Linked DNA regions of Rattus norvegicus: region 1 is linked to region 2. Evidence: chromatin contacts called from public Hi-C data. All regions are on one chromosome and are shown on one strand. The core of a region is the stretch at or near the end of the contact, and the rest is flanking DNA. Distances in the headings are between cores, read along the strand shown. Region 1 holds the start of Cttnbp2nl (CTTNBP2 N-terminal like). Region 2 has its middle 32 kb from the start of Wnt2b.

Region 1 (3,274 bases), core at 510-3,009, 54 kb before region 2:
GATGGGATTTACAGGTGTGCACACCCTATCCAACCAGACTGTCTTTCTGAATACAGAGCGTGATATCTTTGCAAAATTCTTCTTGCTCTAGGTCACTGTTCCCAAAGCACCTGGGCTGTACTGGAGCATCTCCGCATGCTGTCTTCAAGCCAGCAATGGCTAGGGGAGAGTACCGAGTTATTGGCTTCGCTCTGCTGCTGCGTTAATCACTATCTTTCCTCTGAACAGGTCCCCCGTGGGAACGGGTGGCCGGCTAGCAGACTATGGCACAGATTGGAGTTAGTCTTGTAATCTTTCTTTTCCAGTTATTAATTCTATAACCTTCAGTTGGATCTCTTGGTTTCTTTGACTCGTCATAATCACTCACGGTGATGTCCACTATACAGGGTATGACAGCACTGACACGGATATTATATGGATGAACATAACACTGTGTTGACAGGAAATACTGTTTTACTTCCTCTAAACCATGATTACTCAGGCTGGGCATCTCTCTACCCAGACTGTAAACTGCACCTGTCTCGAGGACTGTGTTTGCCTAGGGCAGTGGTTCTCAACCTTCCTAGTGCTGCTGTCCTTTAATATAGTTTCTCACGTTGTGGTGCTCAACCATAATTTCGCTGCTACTCACAGCTGTAATTTTGCTGTTATAAATTGTAATGTAGGTATTTTTTTTTTTTTACAGATAAAGGTTATCCGAGGGGTTGTAACCCACAGGTTGAGAACCACAGGCAGAGAGAGTATTAAATTCCTAATATTCTCCTGCTGATAATTGTGAGGATTAGGAATAATGTATTCAGAGTAGCATGTTACTTGTGCACTTAAATACTTGTTTTCTTACATGTACTTGTTACAAATTCTTTAAAACAATGTGGTCAATCACTTGTGAGCTGAAGTGCAGGCTACGGTAGAGTGCGTTCTCTTCCCTCCAGGTTATCCGGTCTTGTTTTTATCACTAAGATCTGCATTCCTGTGTTCACAAGGACAGTCATTCCCCCTCATCCAACTGTTTTGTTTTGGCTTCGTTAAAAACGCATTCCCCACAGTATGACGGGGCCCAAACATATAAAAGAGGGCCCCACATTCATGAAAGGCAAGCACAGTGTGGGAAAACTGCGCGTAAGTTTGCAATTATTTGGCTTCGCCCTGAAAGGAAGGTCGGCAGGGGTTATGCCCTCCTCTACCGGGTGCTGTCCTGTCTGTTCAACCCCAGAGTCTCCCTTTGTGTACCCAGTGTGATGTGTTAAAGGAGATGGTCTTGTGCCCTTGCTTTCCAGCACCACACCCAAAAGTCAGTGCAGAGAGAGAGAGAGAGAGAGAGAAAGTGAGAGAAGCAAAGAAGACACGTTACTAGGTTTTCAATAACTAATTCTAAAACAAACGCTAAAACTCACTTCTTTTATTCACATTTTGGATAAACCCCAAATTAAGCCACCAAAAGGTGTTCTCAGGATCCTGAAAAGTTGCAGAGCCCAGGCGGAGAGCAGAGCGAACCCAGACTCCAGCCGACCAGAGGTGGTACTTCCTCCCGGAAGTGACGCCAGCTCAATCCCAGCCTGGCTCTCCCAAACAAAAGGGATCTTGCAGCCCCAGGAGGAGCCGGGATGACTTTGGAGAAGCCCAGCCTTCAGGCGGCGAGGATTGGTTGCAGAGCCGCAAGGGCAAGACTATAATTGGCTATGGTATCTGCCGGTCACTGCCGGCGGATGAGGGGGCGGGTCCTGGGAGGCTGGGGATGGGGAGCGGGCGGCGGAGGCGGCGGCGGGGAAGGATCCCGGAGCGCCGAGGCCAGGTACGGAGCGCGGGGTCCGGGCTCTGCGGTGCTGGGTGGCCGGGTCTCCGAGAGAGCCTCCCGGCCCGGAGCGTGTATGGCTTTCAGCAGCAGTCCCTGTCGGGGTAGGGATGGTCCCTTAGGGGGCGGGGCCGCCGCCTCCAGATCCCGGGATTCCCCGAGGAGGCGTCGCGGCATCCTCCAGGGTCCTCGCGACTGTTCATTGTCTCTCGCCAGCCTCCGCCCTTTAGCAGGGGTCTCCCCCTGACCTGTCTCACTCCATGTCGCCTTTTGCCCAGCCCTAGCCTCGGAGAGGGACTGGTGGGTGCAGTTTCTAAGCTGCAGCCCCCACCCCTATATTGGACCCCCGCAAGTCCAGGCATCCCTTCCCACACCTGCCCCTGCTGGCAAGTCTGGGTCCAGAACTAGGGTGCTGTATAAGATCTAAAAAAAAAAAAAACAGCGTTGTTCTTATGAGGGATGGGCGAGGAGGAGGGAAAAAAAAGACGAGACCCAGACAGACACCTCCAACAGTCAGAGCGGCCTTCTCCCCTCTTTAGCTCTTCCCATCCCCCAGCCTCTGATTGCTCCTACGGTCCCCCCAGATCCTGTGTTGTCTTGTTGAGTGTTGAGAGCTCCCCGGCTTAAATCATGTATTACCTTCTTCCCTTCGCCCTTTGTACCTTCCTCGCCCTTTATTTTTCTTGTGGGAGAAGCCAGCTTTTGGGGGATTTTTAGGTTTGAGTTGCCTTTCAGTTTTGCTTTCTACCCGGTTTCTTCCCTGAGAACTTAATAGGAAAGCATCCGCATATTTCATAGCAAGGTGGGTGTGTTAGCTTTCAGCAGAGTTAGCCTTGTGTGGGTAGGAATGCAGTGTGTATTGTTTGACAGTCAGTTATTAATACCATATTTTCAAATGAAACGGTGTGGAGAAGTCAGTAAATGCCTTTGCAGTAGGAATCCCCATCTCTCAGTTTGTAGTGGGCTGGTCCGTTGCTCCGGGAGACTGCAGTTAACCTTGAAGGTGTACGGCAGGTTGAAACAAAAGACAGGAAGTATTTGAACAAAATTCAGGTTCAGTTGGCTAGGTTTATAATTAATCTGGTCCTGTGGCCTCTGAGTACTATCTCACCCCTGTTTTATAATGAGATTTTATCTCAAAGAAAACGTATCTACATGTGATATGATTCTGTCTGGCGTGCCCGCATCATCAACCAAAATTTAAAGCATTAAAATAAAAGGTAGTTTTCAATTTCAGAACAAGAGCCTTGTTGACTGTCCCGATGTTAATGTCATCGAATCTCTAACCATCAGCTGTGGCTAGCAGTACCACCTATTAATTTTTCTATATTTTTGGCATTTTAAATTTTGATCCCGAGTTCATTTTACTGTTGGTTATTTATAGCCGACAGATGTGAGGTGCAGAGTTGCAGTCACAGAGGGCGATTGTAGTGGCTGTTGTCTGTAGCCTTCCTGAGTAGACTTCCTGAAGGTAATTAGTTT
Region 2 (3,041 bases), core at 196-2,695:
TGTTTGGGTGGTGCTAGGGACCACCATATGCTAGGTGTTTATTCCACCACTGAACGCCATCCTCAGTCCTGCAGCTGGGATTCAAACCCATAGCCGTTTGGTTTCAAGGCCGCATCCCTTCCGCTGGCCACACTACCATCTTGAACAGGTCAGAGGGTTGCAACCAGGGGCTCACTCCGCCTTCTGAAAGCCCTGGGGCCACCTGTGATAGATAGCTCACACCTTTGACCCCAGCACTGGGGAGGCAGAGGCAGGCGGATCTCTGAGTTGGAGGCAAAAGTACTCTGCATATTGAATTCCAGGACATCCAAGGATACCCAAAGAAACTCTGTCTTGAAAACAAACAAGCAAACAAAAAAGCCCCAGGATATTAAATCCCCAGCACCAAGAACAAGCAAAGCCAGCAATGCCTGTAGGGAGTTAGGACACTAGCTGACTGTCAGTCATGCTCCCAAGTGAGTCCACTGGTATTTTTCTTTTAAGCTCTTCAGCTGAGAACAGGACACAGGGAAAAACAAAAACAAGAAAACCTGGATTTTAATGAGGAGAAAGGGTAATTTGTGTACTCACATGGGATCAAACCAGAGAAACTTAGAAAACCTCTGGGTAGGTCTCCTGTGTTAAAAATGAGTCCTAGAAAGGTCAAGAGACTACCCAAGTTCAGTTCATGGCAGAGCCCACACAGTAAACTGTAGTCCCCACCCCCGCCCACCACTTCAGCCTCATCTTCTCCTGAGCTGACCTTGGACCAGCAGTTCCCAGTCTGACCCTGGCTACTCCCTCAGACCTACCCTCTCTCCTCTCTCCTGCTTCTCCACAAAGCTTGGCTTTGATCTTGCTTACCTAGGCTGCCTCAGGCTGCCCACCACCCCGATTGCCACAAGAATCCTGTCCTCAAGTCTCTGAACAGGTTTGACAGTGGGGGTAAAGGCAGGAATGAGAAGCATGACAGGGCTTCTGCTCCCAGGCTGGCCCTCTGTGTGGCCTCAGGCCTGGGAAGCTCACAAGCAAGCTTGCTCCTCAGGTAGAGCCGGGAAGCCACAGAAACTAAGCATCTGTCTCCTCCCTGCTCTGTGTCTGACTTGCCACACCTGCCTGTGGGGAAGGGCGGCCAAATGCTTAAGGAGAGATACCTTCCTCCGCCCCCTTTCTCCATCAGAACTCAGACCCTAAGCTCCTCCTTAAACTGCCTTTTGCATTCCTAAAACTCCCCATCTCTCTTAGCTGCTGTGTGCTCCCTCTCCTCTTCCCTGCCTGTCCCACCTAAATCACAGCCTTCCAGGACTGTTTGTACCTCAGGGCAGCTGGTATCCTCAGGAAGCCCCTGACCAAAAGGCATCTGGGGAGGCAGGGTGGTTTGGAGGTGGTGGCAGGGCATAAACAGGCCCCTTCTCCATCCCTCCTCTCAGCCTGGTGAGTCAGCAGCACAGGGCCACACACAAGGCTCCCATTCAGGGCTCAGCTTCCTTCTGCTATAACTCAGATCTTGGCCTCTCTCCCTCCCTTATTCTCTATGTGGGCCTTATTCTCACCATGGGAAAGCTCTGCTCCCTGCCCCGGGCCTCCACGCCCCAACCCCCACCCCAACTCCCCAACACCACATCAGTCTACATTCCTCACTCTTGCTTTCTGGGGAGTAGGGTAATCCCAGCCGGCTGTGGACATAGAGGACCCAGAACAAAATAGAAATGATACATTCGTGAGTCCTCATTTGCATATCCAATAGAGATCTGTGGGCGTGCTGGCATAAGTCTGTGATGCCAAGTTGAAGGACAGCCTGGGTTACATAGCAAGATACTGTATTGAAAGGAAATAAATACAGGTGAAAGCCAGTTGTTTGTTGTTGGTGGCTCTTATGTAACCTTGAGCTGGATCTAGAAACACACACACACACACACACACACACTAAGTGCTGCAGTTTACACTTTGGTGGTGGGGATGAGTCACACATAGTGACATCTTACAATAATGCACGTCTTGAGACATAGTAGGTGTCTCAGGTTGGGGTGGGGGCTGTCCAAGAGCCTAAAAGGAGAGCAGGATCAGAGGGCTTAAAGATTTATAATTCACTCAGGCAGAAGGGAGAGGTATCTTGGGTGCAAAAGGAATTTGGACCCAAAAGACATTAAGAATAACAATATTGGGGGTTGGGGATTTGGCTCAGTGGTAGAGCGCTTGCCTGGGTTCGATCCCCAGCTCCGAAAAAAAAAAAAGAATAGAAAAAAAAAAAGAATAACAATATTGTCGTTCTCTATGGAACCCAGGGAAGTGACGACGATGTGAGCTACCTCTTCCAGTAGCTTGCCCTCTTCCCATTGGGATTTCTGCCTAGCACACAGCAGCTAGTCTGTAGGTTATCTGCCCTTGTCCATTGGAGTTGCAGGGTAGGGAAGACAAACTTGCACGTCTGAACTAAACTTGCACGTCTGGATTAAAGGACGCTGGTTCTGATGCCACTGCTGAGCACAAATGCCAAGCAGGCTTCTTCAGGCTGGCAGCCTCACCCTGCTCCCAAAAGCTAGGTTGATCGCTCCCCCTGGTGTTCGGACGTGGACAACTTCAATGGGACGAGGTGCTGCTGCTCATCAACCTCAGCAACCTAGAGCGATGTGTTCTGCGGCCAGGAGGGGGCGCTGCACCAGAGCCGCCCGCAGGCAGTGCCGCGTGCCCTCTCCTCTCGCCTGTGCTCAACTTCCTTGGGGATGAGCCTCCTGCTAGGTTCCTTTAAAAAAAAAAAAAAAAGAGGAAGACAATGACGATGATGACGATGATAAAAGGGGAGAGAATGATAGGACCACCTCACAGGATTGCTATGTTTTGGTTTTGGGGGTTTGGGGTGTTGGGTGCTGGGGATTAAGCCTAGAGTCTCACACTCACCAGAGTATAAACACTGGAACAGTGAGCTACATCCCTGGCCCTTTTACATGCTTTTAAGTTTGAGATAGGATCTCACTAAGTTATACATGCTGTCCTTGAATTTGTGATCCTTCTGCCTCAGCCTTTCATGGAATTGGGATTACAGGCCTGCCTGCCCTATGAGC

The links. Hi-C and Micro-C count contacts between places; a contact is called where the count stands out from the background.
Region 1: a contact with region 2 is called in a Hi-C map of Schwann cells, with 3 times the contacts expected there. The contact joins the promoter of Cttnbp2nl here to the enhancer-like site in region 2. A contact is called at or near these places in 12 of 12 Hi-C or Micro-C datasets (the A7r5 cell line, the Rat2 cell line, Schwann cells and 7 more) and 1 of 1 datasets of contacts at active chromatin or transcription factors (oligodendrocytes).

The regions. Positions count from the first base shown.
Region 1 is chr2:195,241,388-195,244,661 of GRCr8, reverse strand. It overlaps Cttnbp2nl (CTTNBP2 N-terminal like), which reads left to right and starts at 1,759. Exons shown (of 6, transcript NM_001107712.2): 1 at 1,759-1,792.
Region 2 is chr2:195,187,060-195,190,100 of GRCr8, reverse strand. No RefSeq gene overlaps it. Among named protein-coding and RNA genes, the nearest start is that of Wnt2b, 32 kb to the right of the region's middle. Within about 2 kb of position 1,445, at least 59 of the 93 cell types and tissues checked have an H3K27ac peak or open chromatin away from gene starts, as enhancers often do. A contact at or near this core is called in the A7r5 cell line and Schwann cells, where this site is marked.